Regions from separate parts of the Anser cygnoides genome. Here region 2 is linked to region 1. A link is a contact called in public Hi-C data. All regions are on one chromosome and are shown on one strand. Each heading gives the region's core, a stretch centred on a gene start, on an enhancer-like site or on the middle of the called end of the contact. The rest is flanking DNA. Distances are from core to core; before and after follow the strand shown.

Region 1 (6,083 bases), core at 910-3,409:
GGGAATGTGACAGCTTCCCTTAGCAAAGAAGCAGAGTGACAGCACAAGCTGTGTTACCTGACGTCTGTCACGAGCCGGACTGAGACTGACCAAAATATTGTGGCATCCCAGCCCCGGGAGTCGGAAGTGAACGTGGAGGTATGCCTACTGCCTGAGTCATTAGTAATTGATCTTCTTAATCTGGAGAGTCTGCGTCACCTGTGACAGCAGAAGGTGGTTCCCATTAGTCAGGGAAACAGGGCCTCATGATAGCAGGTATCTCTAGGCGAGAACGGAGTAGTCCTGTGGAAAAACTGCTGAATATCTAAGTTATGGATGGATGAATGGCTTCAGGACTAGTGTGGGAGTGAGGGCTGTGTTCTCCTAACAGATAAGCTTGCTTTTAGCTGACTGTTGTTGTGAGCTCAAGTGTTTATGTAGCTGAGAAAATTAAATCGGATCGGTGAACTTTTGGCATGCTTCCTTTTTTCTTATACACCCCCTTACGCTGGAAAATAATTAAAGAAAAAAGAAATTCATTATTTATGGTGTTTCTGTTCTGCATCACTCTGCCTGGGTGGCTGTTGGCTAGAGCGTGTGGCCTTGGGGAGGGATGAGCCTCCTCGTGTGTCCTGTAGCTTCTCCTTTGGTCTCTTTGTCATGAAAAGTTGTTGGAAAGATCTGTCCTTAGGAGACTGGGTGGGTAGAGGGTGTCACCCAGTGGAAGGGAAAGATGGGTGGAAAATGTGGTGTCACAGGAACGAAGGAAATAGAGGAAGGATGACAGTAGAAGGGGAAGGATGGCAGTAAAAGGGGAAGGAGGGATTCTGAAGCAATCGAGTAGAGCAGGGAGACAAATAATTCACTGTGTGGTTGGAGAGGCTCGTGTATGTCTCAATAACGGCTAGCTCTCAGAAAAATGCCCGTCTGGGGGACAGAGGCTTCCAACCTTTAGTTACCCTCTCCAAAGTCACTACTTCTCTTGTTAGGGTTTGCTTCGCGTTTGAGCCCACGTGTTGGTTATTTTCCACGGGCTCCTGCGAGCTCTCTAAAGACAGCAAGGATCCCAAAGCGGCCATGCTTCTTGCTCCTGCTCCATCCTTAGCGCTGGCACTGCTACTCAGGAAGCCACACGAGGAGGCAGCTCAGGGAATCGGTCCCCAACTGGCAGCCACGGGAATGTTTGTGGGGCTGAGATGGGGGGGACAGCTGCTCTTGCTGGCAGCAGCGTAGGAATATGGCAAGACGGAGCAGTCAGCAGCGTGCCCTCTCTTTCATGTGGGGTTACAGCCTTCCCAGAGTGGTGGCTTCTGGAAAAAGTAATGTTAGGGCATTAATCGCTTTTCCCCTGTGGGGAGCCGGGCTGTATGTTCCTTGTGATGGATGTTGTTCCTAGGCTTCCTTCAAACACAGGCTGTTCTTAACTCCTAGCGAGGGCATGGGGGAAGCGGCGCGGAACCGAAGAGCGTTTCTCTGTGGCCCGGATCCAGAAAAGCTTGGGTGAAACTGGTGAGTCTGAGCCGTGGCGCTGCTGCTGCTACTGTGCTAAAATCCTGAGGAGGGTAGACCTGAGCATGATGATACCCCAGTTTTAAAAATAAAAGCAATCATGGTTTGTGGACTGTTTGGGTTATGTTTTTTTATTTATTTTTTAGCCAACCAAGCACGTGTTAATCAAAGCAGAGATTTCCAGACTGACACAGCTCTCAGCTCTCTAGGCAATTGTGAGTTCTCTGAAGAAACGCTACACATCCCACTGAATTTACATGCTTAGTTTTGCAGCGAGTTGTGGTGTCTTTTATTAGCAACCGAGGAGTCGCATTAATGTCAGTGCATGTGTTTTGATGTGTCCTTAAATGCTCCCCCCTGTTTACCATGTCTACCTGCCTGTCAAGAGTTGCTTAATCTCTTTTGCAGAGCTGGGTTGTGTTTACTGAAGAAGCCTGGCATGGTTTATGCTTTTTCTGTACGGGAGTTGTGCACAAGTGCTGACGTAGAAGCTGAAAATGAAAGGGGCAGGCTGTACTTTTCATGTCAGCAGCAACCTTTCAGGGCTGGCACTTGACGGGTGCTTGGAGATAGAGTTCAGCCCAGAACTCGGTGTATTCATTCATTGTTTGGTATAGAAATTACAGCTTGGCTGTTCGAGCCACCACTGTTACCAGAAGTAGCAGAATTTCCAGAATGGTTTTTTGTCTGCCCTTGCTGAGGACAGCCAGAAGACTGAAGACCTTTATATAAGGTCTCATTTAAGAGGTCAGTGTTAGCTTTTTATATCCCAAACATATGTGATCTTTTGAATCACTTTCAGAAGGTTCCACAGCTGTGCTAAAAAAAGGCTTTTTCTTGTACTCCTGGCTGCCGTAGTTAGATACAGAAACTTCTGCCAGTTTCCCTTTATCCCAGAGACGCAGACTGCCCAGAGAGTATCTTGCTTTTTGGCTTGATGCGAAGATGAAGCCGAGGGTACTGTACAAAGGGGGTTTGTGCTAGTATGAAAAGTCATCTTGGACTGCAGGAAGATAACATTCTCCCACTTGCAAATGCACTTCCGATTGAACTGTGAGCCCAAACGCCTTCAGAAATAATTGTTTTTTTCCTAGGTGGATGACCTGTGCAGAACTGCTTTTGACTGGCTGAAGCTTGTGGCCCCTGTTTTGAGAATTACTGGATTTTCATCGGTTATGCTTTGTTTCCTGCTGCCCTCTAGTGAGCAGTGTTACTCATTTACGGTGCTACCAACCTTAACGTGCTTGGAGCTGATGGGCTGAAGGCTTTTTTTTTTCACCTGGTGCAGATGTATGCTGCTGTAGTGAGCTCAGTCCTGTGGCAGCTGTCTGCCACTGAGAAAAGATGCTAACCAGTTCCCAAGGCAGATGTGGGAATACTTCTGAGGAGGGTTGGCTGCTCACTGTTTAGTGCATGGTCCTTGGCATAATGTGGCTTATTTTGCCAGTAGGTGAAATATTTGTTTTTGTCCAGGAATAGCCTTCCTACATCTGTCTATTACAGCCATACCAGGATTTGATTCTGTTATGGGAAAGAAGAGTCTTTAAAGATTGGTGGTTATACTATTTTTGGGGTGTAGCTGTCACTTCTTTGCCTTCCCAAAGGTTCTGTTTTTAGCAACTTGCTCTTCTTTTATCCCTGATACTGGTGTAAGCATCAACTTGTTTGTCAAGGTAGGTGATTTGTTTAGCTTAGCAAAAGCAAAAAAGCACCCATGTTCAAGCAAGAACGTGTACTTGTTTATTTATGATTTCTAACCACGTACACTCAAATATAATCAAAATATTAGATTTTTCTTAAAACCCTACTCTTTTCAATAGAAAACCACGGGGAAATGTTTCAGATCCTAATAATTTTATATAGACCTGGTGATCAAGTGGGGCAGATGCTCAGCTGATGTGAATTTATCCAGCTCCTCTGAAGTCGTGGCCAGGCCCACAGGTGTGGTAACTCTGCAGCTTCAGTGAGTTTGGCAGGGTTAGCTCTGTGGCACGGTTGTGTTGAATATTGGACGAAGCTGCAAAGTAGAATTCATGCTACGTGACATAAAAGGAATACAGGGGAACTTCATGACACAAAATGAAGTGCTCAGCACCACTCTGAAGGTCTCCGCATCTTTTATAAATTAATTTTTCAGGCATGTTATATAAAGCATCCAGCCAAAAATAAATCCTGGATGAGAAAAAGCTGGTGCTTTGTTCTGCACAGACTGGAGAAGAAAACTAATCCTATTTTAAGGAGAATTAAAGCACTCTCCTTATAAGTAAGGGAAGAAAAACTGGGGCACGTGACTTGCCTTGTAGATTTCAGTGTCTCAGGGTACATCTGTGTTCTGTGAAAATCAGCTGTTTTTGCTAAACCATTACTAATCAGAAATCAAGTACAGAGGAGCGTTTTGGTAAGGAAGACAGGGAGTGCTGCTCACACACTGAAGTTCTCTGATTAGATTTTGGGGTTCTGTGCTTAAAGGAAAGCTCGGAGGTTTGGCTGTCAGAGGTGTTGAGGAACAACTCTAGTGCAACTAGTGCTGTGGTCCGAGGTTTTCTGTTGACTTATTTGGAATTGCATCTTATGCTCAGAGTGAGTTTTATTCAGCTACTCATCTATTTTTTTTTTTTCCCTCCAGAATTAGAGGATTTTGTAGGTTTGCTCTTTAGGCCCGGAGTTTCAGCTGTACCACCTATCTAACTACTAAGCTATTGAGTATAGAAAGGAGCATGTGTTCTGTGTGTTATCCCTGAATCCTTCAGAAGTGCTGGCAAAGCACAGACTTCGGGGGACCATAAGTGTTGTTTGTTTCATTCATCTTTTTCAATTACATGTGTAGGTTAATGAAACCCTTTCTAGCCTCTCTGTGTACAGGAAAAAACAGAAGGGGTTGATTTTCAGTATTGCCGTTAAACTTTGCACGGCAGAGTGGTAGAAGATTTCGTTTCCTCCCTAAAGCCAATTCTGAGAAGTTGCTTATCAGTTTTACGGCTGGGTGCTATTCCTTGTACTGAGAACTGCTGCGCGATGACTGCAGAGCTGGGTGCTGGTGGCCCATCCCCACTGCAGCTGTAGGAGTGGGCCTGACCTGTAAGGAATTGCTTACTTAATGAATTGCCTGTTGTCCCTCAGTGTGACAGAGTATTTGTGGAAGGTGATGGGGGTGCTGTTTTTTTTAAAGTTGTATGTATGCATCTGCTTGTGGTGCTGGATTTACGGCTTCAGACCTGGAGGAAATTTACTCTGACAGGTAAGGACTGATCCAGAGCTCTGTGCATCTCCCAGCTGGTGGCAGCTACTGCTGGTTCGGGTCTGCGGAGCACAGGCCTGCCAAGAGGCTGTGGTGTCTTGTTCTTGTCCCTGTGCATCACTTGGGTGGCTGGTGAGCTCTGCGGGCGAGGGACCGTGCTGTGCTCTGAAGCTGCGTGCTGCCGAGGACAGGGTGTCTCCGTCCTTCCTCTAGGATAACAGAAGAGCCCAGCTGTGCACCTCCCTGAGCCAGGTACAAAGAATTGTTCTCTTAAACTTTTGAAGGAAGTTCATTTAGTCCTTGTTTGGCCAGAGAAGGTGAAACAAGGTGCAGGGCAGGGAACAGTAAGTACTCCAACAGAACCAGCAAGGCATGAGTCAGGTTATACGTTAATCCCATTCACCATTGAGAACAAGCTGTGTTTCTGAAGTAGCTTGTAACTCTGGGTTATTTTCCAATTTTAAATGTAAAGTGCACATGTCACAAAGATGATGTGGGGTTGTTGTGGTGCGCTGCGTGATCTAGAGCCCTGATGTCGAGCTGCCAAATGTGCTTGTACGAAGCAAGGCTTAGGAAAGGGATGCACGTTTCTGCATCCCTTATACTACTAAAATATCTTTTTAGTGATGCTTTTGTCTTCCTGTGTGCAGAAGCGTGTGGGGTTATTTTATTTTTTTCAGACACCATTCACTTTGTGGAAATTTCTCTTAAATGCTTCCAACTCCTCATGTACAAGTGCTGAGCCACCTTGCTGAGAAGACATGAGGTGTCAGTCTGACTGAACAGGCCTCACACAAGTGACCTTTGGATTTATGCAGGTTGGTCAGTTAGAGTTGATGCACAATAGAACGGGCAGCATCTTGAAAGTGTGAAATGCTGAACAGGGTAAAGAGAAATGCTGAACAGGGTATGAGAGCCGTCAGAGTGGAGATTGTTCGGGTGGTACCTTGTCTTCAGCAGCAGGTACCAGTGCTGTTGGAAGAGCAGGGCAAGCAGAAGTGATCCTGTCACTGCAAGCCTGTAGCTTGCCAGGACTCCTGATCTAGGAGCCACAGACACATCACTGTGTCAGTGGCTCCTGATTAATGGGCCTTCATGGAATTTGTCTGACTTTTTGTGGACACCACCTCACCTTGTGGGAGTGGGGCTGTGGGGGAGCACTGGCTTTGTGTCTTCGACTTCCTTGGCCCCCCTGAATCTCCCGAGTTCCTACAGGTTGAGAAACGGTGAATGATGGCTGCTGTTTCCTTGTCCAAACCATTTGTGATCTTACAGACATCGTACAGTTTCTCTCTGCAGAATTCTTTCCAGGCTAAAGCAGCCTGGTGTATTAGATTTTTATGTCACAGAAAAGCCA
Region 2 (6,500 bases), core at 2,818-5,317, 94 kb before region 1:
AGGGAAAAGTAACATTAGAATTTCTCAACTTGAGATGACAATAGCTTAAACTCATTTAAACCAGACAGAAGATATTTCTATGAACTTCCGATCATACCATTTAAGAACAAAAATACATGCTCTACAAATTTATGATTATTTGGAAGAAATCACACTTGATAATCTGAATGCCAGTTTAAAGATGATTTAAGATTTACGCAAACTAGGAAGGGATTTGTCAGTCAGGGATCCATCAGCAAGCACTTCAATTTCTCCACGAAGTATTTTCTTGACATTTTTAACTATAAAACCACTTACTCTAAACAGAAGATTGTTCACTGTATACTTGTATTCAGCTTTTTTTTTTTTTCTCTAGAAAAAGCAGTGCCATTAATAAGTGTTTTACATGGAAGGCAGACATATATAAATATATATATATTTTGGGGCAATTCTGGAAGTAGCAACAGGCCACCTGGCAGACAAGTGCCACTACCTCTAGATCGGGGTTCCGCAGATCAGCCCGCCACCTAAACTGCTTCATGAGCGCTATGCCAATTGCTCTTCCAATCTCCTGTGAAGGGAAAGACCAGTAAAAGACATTAAAAATAAAAGAATTAAGAAAACTACAGATCACAACCTTGATTACACAACCCTCATAAGTACCTGGGAAAAGAAAAAGTCTTTCTTTACTGCTAGAGAACAATTTATACAAAGACCAGAAGAGGTGTACCAGGACAGAGCGATAGAAACACACCTCAGGATAACATGGCTGTTGCTCACCTTGAGTGTGGGAGGCTGAAGTTCAAGTCCTACCCAAGGTAAAACAAACAGCTGTAGTCATTTTAGAACTATGTATCACATGTGAAGTATTTCTGATGACTGTAAATTAGATCACCTGAAGGAACCTGTCAATGCATAACTGCAACTCTCAGTTTTAATGCTTTTATCACCTCTGGAAAGTTGTACCTTCAGCATAAGAATTCAAATGCACAGAACCAATTTAAACAAACGCTGGTGCTGGCAGGCTCATGTGTCCCATCTTCCCAAGATACCAGCTTTAGCAGAGAGAAAAAAATCTAACTTGTTGTTTTCAGGTAGGAGAAACCTAAATAAACTGCAGCTACACATTAATTTCCATTTCGTATGGTGAAAATACAATGCAGATGAGAACAGTGTTGGACAGAAGGGGCCTCTACAGATCTCTACACCACCTCTCTCAGAATGGTTGGGGCTCTTCAAGGCTGAGTGCTGACACCCCAAGGACCAAGATGCACTCTCCAGGATGTGTCCCAGGGCTGCACCACCCACCACCCTTCTGGGAATTTCTTCATGATACCCAAAAGAGCACCCTTCCAAGCTGCATATTCTGGCTTTTGCCCCTTGTTACGCAGTCTGCCTCAACTGAGAGGAGCGTGGCTCCGCTATCCTTGCTACGACCCTTGAAGTAGCTGCAAGCCACTCACAGATTGCTCTTCAGACTTGACTAGGTTTCACCTGCCCAGCCACTCGACCTCTTACCTTCACTTATTCTCATTAAAAGACATTGATTCAAAAAGCTGTTCAGGCTAATCATGCCTTGAAATTAATAACAGCACTTGTATTTCCACTTGCTTAACGTAAATGCAAGTTTTATGAGTTTTTTCAAAAATTTTTTTTGAAGATACAGAAAAAGTTCAGACCAGTTTGTTATTCCAAAACATACAAAACACAAATTAAATTGCAAATAAACCACACGCCTCCTTTCACTTTCACTACATCCTTTTAAAACACAGATACTTTAGCATACCTGTGAAGTAAGTATTTTGGCAATTGCTCCACTACAGCGACAAGAAACTCGGAAGCTAAAGCTATGCTTCTCATTCTCAACAGGTTTCTCTCCACTGCTTTTGGAAGAGTCTTCTAAAGAAGCCTTGGTTTCAGTTTGGCCTTCCTCATCACTCTTCCTGTCTGGTACCACACCATTCTCTCCAGCTCCTGCTTGACATTCCTCAGACACAATCTCTCTTACTCGCTCTGTTTTCTGTCTTTTAGTTACAACATTCATCTCTTCTTCTGATTTTCTCTTGCAAGGTGATGGGTTTTCCTGAGAGACACCATCTTTTTTCCCCTCACAACCACGAAGGTTTTTCCAAGTAGCGATAACATCCAGCCAATCCTTTGGTTCCTCAATGACAAGACTTCTAATTTCATGCAGTATTTTCCCTGGAAGAAAAAGCTAGTTTCAGGTTAAGTAGTTCAATCTCAGCATTTGATGTTCCCACAGAATGAGAACATCTGTCAGGGACTTTGTTTAGATCTCCATAACGTGTGAATCCACGAACTGCAGCAGCATACATCACAGACACAGCCAAGCTCTCAACACCCACAAACCCTATCAGCTGAAGACCCACACATCCATCTGATTACAAGCTTTGCAGAACCAAGAATAACTTTTGCAGGGCTTGAATTCTGCAGAAGTTCAGCAGCTCTAGAAAACCAGACTACCTCAGAGTCATTCCCAGGGATGGAGCACCAGCCTACCATATCGTCGTCCTCTTAGTCCAGAAAAACATTTGGTTCAGGATTAGATATCCAGGACACTTTCCAGGACTGACAGACATGAACATGAACGGCTTTGATTCGGCTCAGAATAAAAGTCACAAGTTTATTCTTTTATTAAAAAAAATATCTCCTTGCTATTAATTACTCTTCCTTCAATCCTGCAAAGTCTCCAATACACACCTAAACTTACACCTACCTGTAGTGTGTCCTGTTGACTTAACTATGACAAGAGAGGCACAAGAAATACAGAGGCCAATTCATATAAAAGTCTTGACTCTGGTCAGGGAAAAACATTTAAGTATTTCTATTTCTCATTTTAAATTTCATAATCATAGTTAAATTTGATCCTTAGAGCCAAAGGCCTCTTGTAATCTTTCAAATAAAACCCTACCCCCATACAAATATCAATCCATCTTACTCAAAATTCTTATTTCAACACTGATAAAGTGACACGAGTACTTGAAATTCACAAGAAATCTGCATACTGAACAGTTAAGTGATGCAGAATATGTATGGATCCACATCACCTAAAAAAAAAATGACTCACTGTTAAAACACATACAAGGGGTCCAGAATTGGACTTCAGTTTTGTTAATTTTTTTGGTGTGGGAGTGGTGTTATACATATATACATGCGTACTATGCCAGCAGAACGTCAGCTGGTAAGACGTGTATTTCAAACATTTTTAAGCTGTTTTCAGCACAGAAAAACATATTTGAAAGCATAGTTGGGTAAAAAACAACAAAAAGAAAGTCAAAAACCACAACTTCAGAGTTGATTCTTCTCAGTTAGAGCTACAGATGATGAAATTGATCGAATGTTAATTTTACAAATAGGACATGAGCTTACACTTGAAGTTTTTGAACCCATGTCCTGCATGCAAAAAGAACAGGATGACTCGAGGGGAACAGTCAGCGCAGTACCTTTATTTCCTGAAACGGGAAGCGGGTCGTGTTTCTTAATCAGCAAAAACAACCTCTCTCCAGACTTGATTTTCTTCAGTTCGCTCGGCTCCGCGTCAGTGGTGAAGAAGACTTTTCCCGAAATATAGTCCACCTTAAAGGGAAGGGGAAAAAAGAATATTTTCTGTGAGCGCTTCAGCGGCTCAACAGCACCACCGTGTGCCCTACCACGTCTTCGCACCGAGAAGAACCCAGCAAAGCACAGCTAACCAGGGGTGGCGAGGGGACGGAGATGTTGGTCAGCACAGCCCTCAGAGCTGCGGAGCGCGGTTTCGCGAAATAAATCATTTTAGTGCCTCTACGAGCCGGCTTCTTCCTGGTGTCCTGTCATGATTTTACTCCCTAGAACCTCCTTGGCGAACGCAACAAGAAATATTTAATTTTACCGCACGATATATTGAAATTAGCACGGACTCGCAGCGAACGAGGCCTGCTTCTCACCTCCGTGGCTCCGAGCCTCGCTCGCAGCTCCCGGGCCAGGAAAGGCTCGAGGCCGCGGCCCGCCGTGCAGAAGTACCGCCCGCCCGCCGCCATCTTGTCCCGCCCCCGCCGCCATTTCGGGCCGCCCCCGCCCAGGGGGCAGGCTGAAGGAGCAGCAACACGTGCTAAGGGAGGGAAGAAGTACCGAGAAAGAGGGGTTGTTTCAAGTTTTTTATTCCAGCGCTGTTGACACGTGACAGCGGGCAGAACAGTTTTTCATGTCAACGTAATCATAAACACCGGGTTCTCGAGAGCTGGTGTGACCCCCGTGCCACCAGGGCACATCACTGGAGCGTCATCTCCCTTTTGATCCTTGCCTCAGCGAGATGATCAAATGTGAGATGATCAAATGTTCCAGTGCAGCTGTTGCTCCATGTACTTCGGCAGAAGACTGTATGATCTCTTCAGCCCAGGCTGATGAAGAGAGGGAGAATTATAGCAGCGTTCCTCCTTCTGCAGATGTTAAAATAATATCTACGCCCACACAACTTAGGAAGAAAATTTGCTGATACCCCCTGGGGTGACTCAGCACCCACAGCTCAGGAACAAATGGCAAGACGTCAGTTCAGGCCCAGCACCGACAACCTTACATGCTGCAGCATCCATGACCTCACATCTCTGCAGTCCAAAAGCACCAAAGCCACCCAAATATTTCTGTAGAAGTGAGCAGGCAAAGAGAGTGTTAGCGTAGCAACCACATAACCACCAAGTGATTATATGAAGGTGCTTTATTCAGCGCTGGAAGCCGGGGCAGGTGCCCAAATCTGGCTTCAAGTCCCGTTACTTCCCAGCCATTATTTATACATTCAACATTACGTAAGGTATACATATTCATTACAGGTTGCAACATCAGCCTCGCATTCCATTCTAATTAGCTCCCCTCCCCTTTGCACATGCGTGGCGCACTCTGGTGGTCGTCCAGGTGGTCGTCCAGATGAAGTAAGGAGTCTTCCTCTCCGCTAAACTCTTTCACCTTTCTCACTCGACGCATGCTCCCTCCGCTCCTTGGTTCTGCTTCAACTCATTTCAGCATTTCCAGGCCCTTATCCAAGGTCAGGTTGTACCTGTTCCCTCCCAGGGTTCCCCTTCAACGATTCCTTTAAATGTTCAGTGTACTCCCTAGGTTTCCAGTGTACATAGATTAATTGATAATGTAAGTACATTTGGTAATGCTTAATTATACTGTATGTCCCATCACCTAAGAGACATTAGTAAAACATCCATTCGATTCTCCCCAACACTAACATTTCCCCCCTTTGAAAATACTTCACTCATACCAAGAGCAAGTATTTTCATTACTATTAGGTTGAATCAGGTTAGTAGAGGTTAGTGAGTATAACTTGATATAGAGATTAGTAAGTATAATCTTAACGCATCTTCATTAGTCTACTATCTTATTGATTCCTCTATGCCTGCTTGTTAACGCTAGTACTATAGGATGGGGGTGGAGTAAGTGGGATAGGGTGTTCTGGGTGATTCCCAGTAACCTACTAACCTCCTTAACCACATTGGCAATGAAATGTGGTCCCCTGTCTGAAGAAATACCCAATGGTACACCAAATCTAGGGATTATTTCCTGTAGTAACCATTTTACCGTTTCCTTTGCTTGCTTGGTGCGACAGGGAAGGGCCTCCGGCCATCCTGAAAAAGTATCAACCCCTACCAATCGGTATTTATAACCTCTTGCTTTAGGCAGCTCCACGAAGTCTATTTGCCAGTAATCTCCAGGCTCTATCCCAGCTCTAGTTCTTCCTATCTCAGCATGTTTCCTTGCTACCGGATTATTCTTTAAGCAAAGCTCACATTTTGACATTACTGACTTTGCCATTGTTAACATGTGTACCGAGATGACACCTCGTTTCAAATAGGTCACCATTGCTCCTGCACCCCAGTGACATTCATTATGTTTTATTTGTAAGATTTCTCGCATTACTATAGGAGGCACTATAAGTTGTCCTGTCGTAGTCACATACCATCCCTCAGGATTCTTCTGGGCCTTCATCAAATTTGCAAGTCTCTCATCTTCTGCTGAATACTTTGGGTCTTTAGGTAATTTAAAACAAGAGAGGCCTACCTTTGATGGAATTAGAGCCGTTACTTTCCATACTTCACGCGCAACCTTCCAGGCCGTCAAATCTGCCAGTCTGTTACCTTCTGCAATCTCTGACACCCCTCCTTGATGGGCTTTACAATGCATTATGGCCACCTGTTGGGGTTTCTGTACAGCTGTTATTAATTTCAATATTTCTTCCTGGTATTTTATATTAGTCCCTTGTGAGGATAGCATTTCCCTTTCTTTCCATAATGCCCCATGTACATGAACTACCCCGAATGCATATTTTGAATCTGTCCAAATATTCACGTTCTTACCCTCGCTTAGTTCCAGGGCTCGTGTCAGGGCGACTATTTCTGCTCGTTGGGCTGAAGTCCCCGGAGGTAGGGAATTTGCCTCAATCACTACCTTTGATGTAGTTACCGCGTATCCTGCATAACGAGTCCCATTTTCCACAAAGCTGCTTCCATCCGTGAAAAGTTCCC

The links. Hi-C and Micro-C count contacts between places; a contact is called where the count stands out from the background.
Region 2: a contact with region 1 is called in a Hi-C map of liver, with 2.2 times the contacts expected there. The contact joins the promoter of THUMPD2 here to the enhancer-like site in region 1. A contact is called at or near these places in 2 of 7 Hi-C or Micro-C datasets (granulosa cells and liver).

The regions. Positions count from the first base shown.
Region 1 is chr3:13,263,262-13,269,344 of Taihu_goose_T2T_genome, reverse strand. All of the region lies in intron 3 of SHLD1 (shieldin complex subunit 1), which reads left to right. Among named protein-coding and RNA genes, the nearest start is that of SHLD1, 8.8 kb to the left of the region's middle. Within about 2 kb of position 2,159, at least 1 of the 3 cell types and tissues checked has open chromatin away from gene starts, as enhancers often do. A contact at or near this core is called in liver, where this site is marked.
Region 2 is chr3:13,358,256-13,364,755 of Taihu_goose_T2T_genome, reverse strand. THUMPD2 (THUMP domain containing 2) reads right to left here and starts at 4,067. Exons shown (of 10, transcript XM_013196149.3): 1 at 3,924-4,067; 2 at 3,444-3,576; 3 at 1,766-2,181; 4 at 473-550. The coding sequence starts at 4,016.